Regions from separate parts of the Sus scrofa genome. Here all the other regions are linked to region 2. The links are chromatin contacts, called in public HiChIP or PLAC-seq and promoter capture Hi-C maps. All regions are on one chromosome and are shown on one strand. The core of a region is the stretch at or near the end of the contact, and the rest is flanking DNA. Distances in the headings are between cores, read along the strand shown. Region 1 holds the start of PIK3R4 (phosphoinositide 3-kinase regulatory subunit 4). Region 2 holds the start of ATP2C1 (calcium-transporting ATPase type 2C member 1). Region 3 holds the start of ASTE1 (protein asteroid homolog 1).

Region 1 (3,227 bases), core at 371-2,870, 150 kb after region 2:
AGTTTGTAGTTTGAGGAATCTAGTGGGTAGTAGTACTGTCTACTGAGATGGGGAAGATGGTAGAGAGGATGTTGCAGGGATAATAAAAAAATTCAGCTCCAGATTAAAACATTTTGTGCTTCAAAGGACACCAATAGAAAGAAAAAAAGACAACATAGAGAAAAACTATTTGCAAATTTGATATGGGACTTACATCCATAATATGTAAAAAACTCTTAAAAAATCAACATTCAAAAGACTATCTGATTAAAAGTGGGCAGAGGCTTTGAATATATATAAAGGATTTTATATATCCAAAGAAGATATAAAGATGACCACCAAGCATGTGAAAATACACTCAACATTAGTTATTATGAAATTGCAAATAAAGCCTACGATGAGATATTACATCATACCAAGTAGGATTGCCATAATAAAAAAGATAACAACATGTGTCAATGAGCATATAGAGAAGTTGGAACCCTTATGTATTGTTAGTAGGAATGTGAAATGGTACAGCAACTTTGGAAAACAGTTTGGCAGTTTTTTAGTATATTAAACATAGAATTACAATGTGAGTCTACAATTGCACTCCTAGGTGTTTACTCAAGAGAAGTGAAAACATGACCACCCAAAGCCTTATACATGAATGAACAGCAGCATTATTTGTTAATACCAAAAAGTGGACACAAAATATGTCTATCAACTAATGAACAAAGAAAATTTATATTCATACAATAGAATATTTGGCAATGAAAGGAAATGAAATTCTGATAGAAGCTACAAAAGGGATAATCCTCAAAATGTGAAGTGAGGGAGTTCCCCTTGTGGTGAAGTGGAAATGAATCTGACTAGTAACCATGAAGATGGTTTGATCCCTGGTCTTCCTCAGTGGGTTAAGGTCTGGCCTTGGGGTGAGCTGTGGTGTAGGTTGCAGAGGGCTCAGATCTGGCTGTTGCTGTGGCATGGGCCAGTGGCTACAGATCAGATTGGACCCCTAGCCTGGGAACCTCCATATGCAGAGGGTGTGCCTCCCCCCGCAAGAAAAAGAGGAAAAAAAAAAAAGGAAAGTGAAAGAAGTCAGTCACAAGGACCACATGTTGTATACCATATATATAAAATGTCCAGAATAGGCGAGAAAGAGAAATTGATTAGTAGTTGCCTAGGGCCCAGAGCGGGATGAGCAATTGGTAGAATGAGCAGTGACAGCTAATAGCTACAGGGTTTCATTTTGGAGGTCAGGAAAATGTTCTGAAGTTAGATTATAAGGATGATTGAACAACCATGTAAATATATAAATACACATTGATTTGTGTATTTTAAACAGATGAATTTTATATAGAAGGTAAATTATCTCTATAAAGCTCTTAAAAAATTCGACTTGGGATATCTTGACTTTCTTAAGCCTGTGAATTCTCCAAAAGGACTCCGTTCTGGTGTTCTTGGCTGAATGGCGTCTGAATAAGTTCTGAGGGATGTCAGAAATCCTCAGAGTTCAGGGATTCGGTAGAAGAACAGGATGGGGAGTAGACCGATGTGTTAGCATCCTGTTTTCTTCCTCCAAGTTCCCAGCGCGAGGCCACGCCTCTCTCTCGTTTCCTAGCAACTAGCTCCCAACTCGCCCTCCTCCAGTCTCACTCTGCGGTCACTTCCGCTCCGCGACAGGAAGTGAGGTCAGAGCCGGCAGCTTTCCCGGGAGTTCGGCTTTGCGGCGTCTGCAGCTGGAGAAGCCGAGTTTCCCAGGACGTGGCCACCTTCCTCTCTCCCGGGTTTCACCTCCCGCGGGTGGAGAAGCCCTCGAGGAGTCAGAGGGCTGCAAGGGTGCAGGTCCGCTCCAGAGGAAGGCGAGGCGCGGCAGCGCGTGGCTGCCGGGGCGGAGGAGGGGACTGGCGGGGCGAGTCGCTGGAGTCGGTGGGGTCTTCTCAGCTTGGCCCTGTATCTCCTGAGGCCCCGAGAACTTCTCACCTCTCCCCGGTGGGCTGCAGGGGTCGTGGAGACTGGGGCTCCCCTGCTCCCCTTTGAAGGAAGACCCCTCTTAGAGAAGACTCGCCCGGCAGCTGCTGACTTCTTTCCCCGCCCAGACCCCAGAGTGACTCGCCATGACCTCACCGTGAGCGAGCGATTGGCTTGTGACCCTTCTAGAACCCCAGGGTAAATATTTGCGTGTGTGCCCCGCCGTGTATGCATGTGTGTTTTCATTCCCTGCAAAATCTGAGATAGGATAACCCTGAGCTGTGTTTGGCAAATGGGTATTTTGGTTTACTTTTCTTTAACATTTCTGCTGGGGTTTCTTCCCTGTTACAAACCAAACAACTCTGCCTTCTGTTAGCTGAGTGGGAAGGGGCAATGGAATTAGGCCGGCAGGGCCCAGGAGATGCTGAGTGTTTGGATTTTTTTTTTTTTTAGCCCGACCTTTTTGTAATAGGCGATTCTTATTCAGATTTAAGTTTTTAAGGTATTTGGGTTTTATATTCAAGACTGCAGGTTTTTGGACAAAGACTGTCATATAGTACTTTTGTGACTCTTACAGCCTCAAACAATACTGAAGTAAAGGCTCATTAAATTTTCAAATATTAGAAAACACACATTCTACCGTTTTCAACGTAATATTGAAGGGGCCTATTTCCATATAGGTCAACTCTTGGAAAGGACAACATAAAATATCACGATCTTTTTAGATAAATATGTTTGAAATGCTAGATGCTGCCTAGAAGGCTAAGTACAGTGCTCTCGGTGGAGGAGAAATGGTGTTCATCTATCATTTAGAAAGAGGCCGCATGAATAGTGGTGTTTCATTGCTTTTTTTTTTTTCCCTTTTTCTCTTTCCTTTTTTTTTCAGTAGGTGTTGTATCCTAACTTACTGACGCAGAGGTGCCTGCTGCCATTATGGGAAACCAGCTCGCTGGCATTGCTCCTTCCCAGATTCTTTCTGTGGAGAGTTATTTCTCAGACATCCATGACTTCGAATATGATAAGAGTCTGGGGAGTACTCGTTTCTTTAAAGTTGCTCGAGCAAAACACCGAGAGGGCCTGGTGGTTGTGAAGGTCTTTGCAATTCAAGATCCCACATTGCCTCTAACCAGCTATAAACAAGAGCTGGAGGAACTGAAAATCAGGCTTCATTCTGCACAGAACTGTCTGCCTTTCCAGAAAGCAGTGGAAAAAGCATCTGAGAAAGCAGCCATGCTCTTTAGGCAGTATGTGCGAGACAACCTCTATGATCGAATCAGCACCCGTCCCTTCTTAAA
Region 2 (3,313 bases), core at 782-3,281:
TAACCTATCTGTCCAGAGTAAATTAAGCAAGGTAATCATGCTTCTCATCATATTTCCCACATATCCCAGGGGTCTCAGCAAAACAAATTACTGCATATAAGAAACACCTATTTTATAATGGACTAGTCCTACTTAGGACACTCAAGCTTACATTTACAACAATGGAAAAACAAATTAGAAAGCAGCCAGCAAACCCTAACTGAAGCTCCTCTATACCAGATATAGATTTTTAAAACCAAAGATACATGAGAACAATTTTTTTAAACTGGTTGGGCATCCTTTTTATTATTATTATTATTGAAGTATAGTTGATTTACAATGTTGTGCCAGTATCTGCTGTACAACGTAACCCAGTCATACATACACACACATTCTTTTTCTCATACTATCTTCCATCATGTTCTGTCTCAAGAGATTGGATATAGTTCCCTGTGCTATACAGCAGGACCTCCTTGCTTATCCATTCTAAATATAAGTTTCCATCTACTAACCCCAGACTCCCACTCCATCCCACCGCCTCCCCCCTCCCCCTTGGCAACCACAAGTCTGTTCCATGAGGACAAACTGTAATTTGTAAATATCTTTTACAGCATCTTTCAGCCCCATTTAAGGGAAAAAAAAGTGAATAAAAAAGACTATCGCATTCAGTCCAAAGAATATGTGTTTTAGAAGGAGAAAAAGGCATTTATTCAGAGTTGTTCATTGCTTTTCAGAGATAATCAGTGCCGTGTATGAAAAGCATTAAATATTCTAATGAGGGCCAAGGAATCAAGTAACATATGATGATAATCCAGGGCATTTGCAGAGTTCAGTGGACAAACAGGTTCCACCGTCAACCTCCTAAAGCATGTTTTCAAATGAGGAACTTTAAGAAAGGAAATCACCTCATCATATTTCGTTAATATCAGAGCTGATTTTTGTTAACTGAAAAACATTATTTCTCTTTTCCCCAAAGATGTATTTATTAAAAAGCCACTTTCTTTCTTAAAAAAACGAGTTAAACCACATTAAGACTTGACATGCAAATACACAGGGATGCAGCGCAGGGTCTTCCCTCTCCATTTCCACTTCCCCTAGAGTGGTGTCTCTCAAAGAGCTCGGGAAGCAAAGCAGAGATGCCATCTGAAATGAAAACTTCCTTTCCATCCCCTAAGGTAAAGAAAGCGGGTTCCTTGGGAAAGCAGAATCAAGCTCCGTCACCCTACAGAACCTTAATTTCCGAAACGCCCCCACTGTACCAAGATAAAATCCAGAAACCCTATGGAAGCAACTACTTGGACACTTCACAATCAAAGGGAAAAAATAAAATCAGAGAAATAAAAAGGTAGAGAAAGACAACTTAACAGCCAACCACCACACCCTCAACTCCGCGCTGCAACCCGCCTGCCGGGGGCCTTTACCTTCATCTTCCATCGAAACTGCACTTGGGTTGGTGGCTACAAAGTCTTTAGTGTCAGCCACGGCCACACTGGGAATAGGGAGAAGAGGAGGACGAGAAGAGAAGCCCCCGGAATCCCAGGCCGTCACCCCCGCTCCCGGCCACGCGGCCCGCGGCTGCGCCCACCACCCCTAGCAGCAGCATCTGCAAGAGAAAGCGGAGAAGCGGCGCTGACCGGGGCGGGGAGGGACCCCAGCGCGCCGACCCCGGCCGCCCGCATCCCCCTGCTCACGCCCGCGGGGCTGGGCGGCGCCCCCATCCCGGTACCCCGGACACAGCTCCCAAGACCTGGAAGTTTCTAGAAACGGGGGACCGGAGGTAATCCAGCCGCCCCCCCAACCCCTTCTCCGGGATGCGGGGGACTCACCCGCGGGCTCGCGGGAGCAGCTCGCCGAACGGCGGCGCCGGGCGGGCGCCTCTCGAGGCGTGAAGGCGGCGACAGGGAGGGAGGGCGGGCGGGGCGGGAAGGGGAGCAGGTGAGGGGACCCGGCCCGGGCAGCCCGGCGCTCAGCGAGGCCGAGCTGGTCGGCTCCCGCCTCCGCCTCCTGCGCTCCGCCCTCCCCGCCGCCCCGGCGCGCCCCGCACCCCGGGACCGCCCCGCACCCTGGCCCCCACAGGCCCAGCTTTGTCGCGGCCACTTCCGCCGCGCGGGGCACGCGCGCAGGCGCACTCTCACGCCGGGGCGGGGACGGCGGAAGTGGATGAAGGCCCGGCCGTGTGCACCGCGGGCGACGGGGCTGCGGCCGTGCGGTGCGGCTGCCTGCTGGGCCCCCTGCCCTGCAGCGGCGGCCCACCCCCGACCGCAGAAACCTGATTCTCTACCATTTCTACGCACCCACCGGGTGCGAGCAGCGGCGAGCCTCCCGCTTCCCCGCGCCGGCCGCACGCCCTCAGGAGGCTGCCGCGGGGTCGGGCCGAGCGGGCAGGCGCAGCCATGGTCGCGGCCACCCGAGGTGCCTGAGCGCCCGATGAAGCGGCTGGGAGCCCCTCCCGCGTGAGGCCGTCATAATCCCGGCGGGCGACGCGGGGGCCGCGGTCTCTGGTGCCGACCCGTCACGGCTTCTCTAAGCGGACCTTCGGGCGGGGCCAATTCCCAAACTTCTACCGCTCTGGGGGTGCGCTCGGGACCCGCGCGGAAAGAGGGCTCAGACCGGCCCCCGAGAGCTCAGCGGAGCGCTTCTCATTTGTCCCAAGTGTGAAACCCTCGAGGCTGGAACAAGCAGAAGCCTAGCGTTCCCAGATGGAAGCTGGAAAGTGGGCATTACCTTCAGCAACTGGCGCGGTTTATTTGCTCAGCACCTAGTCCAGACTTCCAATAAGTCACTTTTGATGGACAATTGAGTTTAATAAACCCTGTCAAGCCAGACAGCAGCCATGGAACCCAAGTCCTCTTGCAAACAAATCCACTAGAGGGCAGGTCTACACCTGCTGAGTTACAGGGCATCCTGCAAAGAACTCGGGAGATCGCGGGAGACTTCCCTATATGCTGGAGATACTTCTCTCAGTCAACATTAACACCCATTGAAAATTTTGCCCCTTTTCTCAGGTCCTGTGACACATCCCAGTGTGCTCTCTGACCACATGTTCAACGTCAAAATAGGCAGTGGACCGTGTTAGCTGTTCTGTTTGGTCCCAAATTAAGCAGAACTGGTCTAGGATCAAAAACCCTAGGCAGCTTTCTGGATTTTAAGAGACATTGAGATTTTATTTGGCGAGATCGCCTTAAATTTCAAATGTGAAACCATAAAAATCAGGATGAAGCAGACCTCAAGTCTCAGAGTTATTTTATATGACCTACCTCTGGCTTGCAGGCTTAATGATTTAGCCTTAATGATGCATGTAAGCCTATGATTGTTACAACAAAGAATGTGCTGT
Region 3 (3,515 bases), core at 966-3,465, 140 kb before region 2:
AGGTAAAAGATCATACTTTTTGCTGTTTTAGGGCTTGCTTTCTGTTCTGTACAAAACTATGTGGAAGGGGAAAAACAGGCCCCTGAGTATGTGCCTCTATGCATGAAACTTCTTGAAACTGCTTGAGATAACAGGGAAAAGGGTTCCTAACTGCTTGTTTGGCTTCTGTAAAGCTGCTTGCATAAGACAAAAAGAGGAGAAATTAATCGCCTAACCGACCCCAGTAAGATCGGTTGCGCCACAAAATGTTGAAAATCCTGATAAATATATCTTGGCGACAATATGTCTCCCCCGCCCAGGGACAGGCACAAACACGTAACTCCAGAACAACTTAAAATTAATTGGGCCACAAAGCGCGGGCTCTCGAAGTTTTGAATTGACTGGTTTGTGATATTTTAAAATGATTAGTTTGTAAAAGCGCGGGCTTTGTTGTGAACCCCATAAAAGCTGTCCCGACTCCACACTCGCCGCCGCAGTCCTCTACCCCTGCGTGGCGTACGACTGTGGGCCCCAGCGCGCTTGGAATAAAAATCCTCTTGCTGTTTGCATCAAGACCGCTTCTCGTGAGTGATTTGGGGTGTCGCCTCTCCCGAGTCCGGACGAGGGGGATTTTCACTCGACTGGCCTTTCATCAGTATACATTATACTGTGTATAATGACAAAACAAGATGTTATCTGCATAGTTTGAGGTACATGGCCAACAGGCTTCATCATGGTGGTGGCAATTTCATTCTCAGAACAGAAAATAAACAAGGAAATGTTCATTTACAGCATTTCTCTTCTTGAAGTAGGGTATTCATCAGTTAAGTTTCACCTGAAGCCAGTGAGACAGAAACTAGTAACCAACGAAGGGAGAAAGGGAGGAAGGAAGGAACCGAGCTACCTGAGTGGCTATGTGATCATCACAATACTAAAACATTAGACCTAGGTTGGAACTTCAGACCTGGGACCCGTATCTCAAAATCCCTGAATTATGTGGTATTATCAAGATCACAGAAAATTAGTGAAATCTACTGCTGGAAAAAACAACTGGAGAGCTGGGCTCCCAGGATATCTTTTGTTAGCGTCCTCTGCTAGCATAAAAGTGATACTTTCTGGCCAAAGTAAGCTGTTAAGAAAAATGTACAGACTCAAAGCCTTTTCAACCAACAGGACCGTTTCAGCAATCCCCCTAATTGCAGAGATGAGATCAAGGTCCCTGCCTATGAAAGGTGAGAATAGCTCTGTGAAGGCTCTCCTTTGCAAATGAGCCTGTAAGCCCAGCAGTGTCTACGCAGTGTGGCCAGGGCCACAGAGCACTTCAGAACTAGGCTCCCTCTTCACAGTGGCAGCCGGGCTGACCCCTCCTCAGCCCTCTTTTGGGCCACTCACTCCATCAGTCTCTTCTGTGCAATCACAGAGCCACCCGAGAACGAACCACTTGGTCACTGGCCAGCGTTCCCTCGACCCCACCTCACAGAAGTAGTGAAGGAATCACACCTTTACCCCTGTACCCGCCGTGACCCGCACATAGTAGGACACGTGTTCAGCAAACTCTGTTGGGGCGCATAAATGTCCAGCAGACCAGCTGCTGCTCAAGGGGGAGAAAGTTTATGTGGTGAGGGGAGGGAAAGACTAAGAAAACTTAATGAGAAGCAGGAAAAAGTTGTACACTGTCCCTTGGGGTGGAACTTCATACCTGGGGGCAGAGACAGGAGAGGGGAGTGTTTATCAGAGTCTCTTCCTCGGTAATGACAGACAAGACAAAGCAGATCTGACACCAGATTTTGTTAAAGCAGGAATCTAACCTTAAAGGTAAATCTTAACCTGAGGTTAAACGAGTAATTTTCTGCCTTGAGTTTTTTTGTTTTTTGCTTTTTTAAATTTACATTATCGCCAAGCTGGATAACACAGAGAGAAGGCACCAGCCACACATCCTCCTGTGACTGGAGCCGGCCCGGGAGATGAGAACTGAGGGAAGTGAGGAGGCGCGGAGAGGCGGCCCCGAAACTGGCATCTTCCCGGGGACTGGAGCTCGCGTGTCGCGAGGAGCCTTCGCGTACCTTTCCAGGAGGAGGGCGAAGGGTGGCGGCGCGGAGGGCACTCAAGGTCCCGCTAGAAACTGGACGCCGGAGGGGTGCCTCACATCCGGGCTACGGAGCCCCAGACAAGTGCGTCGGGGGCTGTTGCCAGGGAGACGGCGCAGGGCGTGCCGGGAAGTCGGGGAGGCGGCCCTGAGTGAGTCACCGAGGCGGAAGTGGGCGCCGACACGGGTGGGCGGGGAAAAGGGGGCCGGCGGAGCAGGTCCCACTTCCCTAACCTGACGGCCTCCGTGCTTCCCAGCCTTCTCGAGCGGTCTTGCGCCAGGCCTAGAAGCTCCTCAGCCCACCGCGCGGTAGGCGCCTCTGGCTTCTGGGAACCGGGTTCTCGGGAGCTCCCCCTTGACATCATGCGCGAAGACTTCCGGTTCCGCTCTTGGGGTTGGGCTCCTGTGCTGGGTCCACTTGTGCGTCGCCGGTCTCTGCCCCCGTTTGCTTTAGAAAACAGATTTGCAGAGAGATAGGTACTATACAGAGAGAGGGCCGAGACTGGGGTGAAGTGAGTCGGGCACTAAATGTGAGGGGAAGCCCCAAAACTCTGCAATCAAGATAAATAAATTCTAATTCAGTATCTTTAAAAATCAAAACTAATGCAAAAAAAATTACATGTTTGACAAAATCTTACGATTTTAAGTAAAGATAGGATCGGTAACAATGCCCTGCTGAGCCATACTGGCGCCTGAGACCAAAGGAGAAACTAGTCATACTGATCCTATGACTTAAGTTAGCCTAGTGGGGAAGGATAGTGTCAGTAACTGGCCTCATATGCAAACACAGATGAGAAGCGCCCGTGGTTAAGTTCCTGGAGGCTTGAAGCAGTAGTTTTCCTTACTCAGAACTGGGCTAATTAGGACAGGCCCGCAAGCCAAGGCTTGAAAGCAATTCCCAGACTCTGATTATCAAAATAGAAAAACCGGATTCATATCATTGTCCCTATACACTTTAGTTAACTGAAGCCCAGTGCTTTCTGGTTAAATTATGATATTGAGGATGTCATTTTTATAACTTGGGACTTTTTACTTTGACCCTACAGAACTTGACCCCTGTGTTGTTGGATGGTGATTGTCTCAATATCGCGGTCTGCAGAGGTTGTATACATCCATCCCTGTCCAAAGATCAGACTCCATGAACCCACTGAGTTTGTGCCTCGTAGCAACATACAGGGAAAGTGGGAACGAAAAAGCACTCAGCTAGCTAGTATTGTCTGAGAATCTAGGTAAGAACTAAGATAGTGACAACTAATGTGTTCTACTTAAAAAGCTCTTCCTGGAGTTCCTGTCATGGCGCAGCAGAAATGAGCCTGACTAGGAACCATGAGGTTACAGGTTCAATCCCTGGCCTTGCTCAGTGGGTTAAGGATCCAGTGTTGCTGTGAGCTGTGGTGTAGGCCAGCAGCTACAGCTCCAAATGGACCCCTAGGCTGGGAACCTCCATATG

What was found. Promoter capture Hi-C pulls out the DNA fragments that hold promoters and counts their contacts. HiChIP or PLAC-seq counts read pairs in DNA pulled down with a chosen protein or histone mark.
Region 1: a promoter capture Hi-C map of liver shows a contact between it and region 2, with 5 times the contacts expected there. The contact joins the promoter of PIK3R4 here to the promoter of ATP2C1 in region 2. A contact is called at or near these places in 2 of 5 promoter capture datasets (fetal liver and liver), 5 of 47 Hi-C or Micro-C datasets (embryonic fibroblasts, epiblast stem cells, fibroblasts and 2 more) and 1 of 2 datasets of contacts at active chromatin or transcription factors (alveolar macrophages).
Region 3: a contact with region 2 is called in an H3K27ac HiChIP or PLAC-seq map of alveolar macrophages. The contact joins the promoter of ASTE1 here to the promoter of ATP2C1 in region 2. A contact is called at or near these places in 1 of 47 Hi-C or Micro-C datasets (embryonic fibroblasts) and 1 of 2 datasets of contacts at active chromatin or transcription factors (alveolar macrophages).

What each region holds. Positions count from the first base shown.
Region 1 is chr13:1,729,368-1,732,594 of Sscrofa11.1, forward strand. PIK3R4 (phosphoinositide 3-kinase regulatory subunit 4) reads left to right here and starts at 1,621. Exons shown (of 20, transcript XM_021071332.1): 1 at 1,621-2,130; 2 at 2,822-3,227. The coding sequence starts at 2,866.
Region 2 is chr13:1,578,004-1,581,316 of Sscrofa11.1, forward strand. ATP2C1 (calcium-transporting ATPase type 2C member 1) reads right to left here and starts at 2,032. Exons shown (of 28, transcript XM_013990075.2): 1 at 1,806-2,032.
Region 3 is chr13:1,433,499-1,437,013 of Sscrofa11.1, forward strand. It overlaps ASTE1 (protein asteroid homolog 1), which reads left to right and starts at 2,216. Exons shown (of 5, transcript XM_021071325.1): 1 at 2,216-2,374. It overlaps NEK11 (serine/threonine-protein kinase Nek11), which reads right to left and starts at 2,192. Exons shown (of 15, transcript XM_021071328.1): 1 at 2,043-2,192.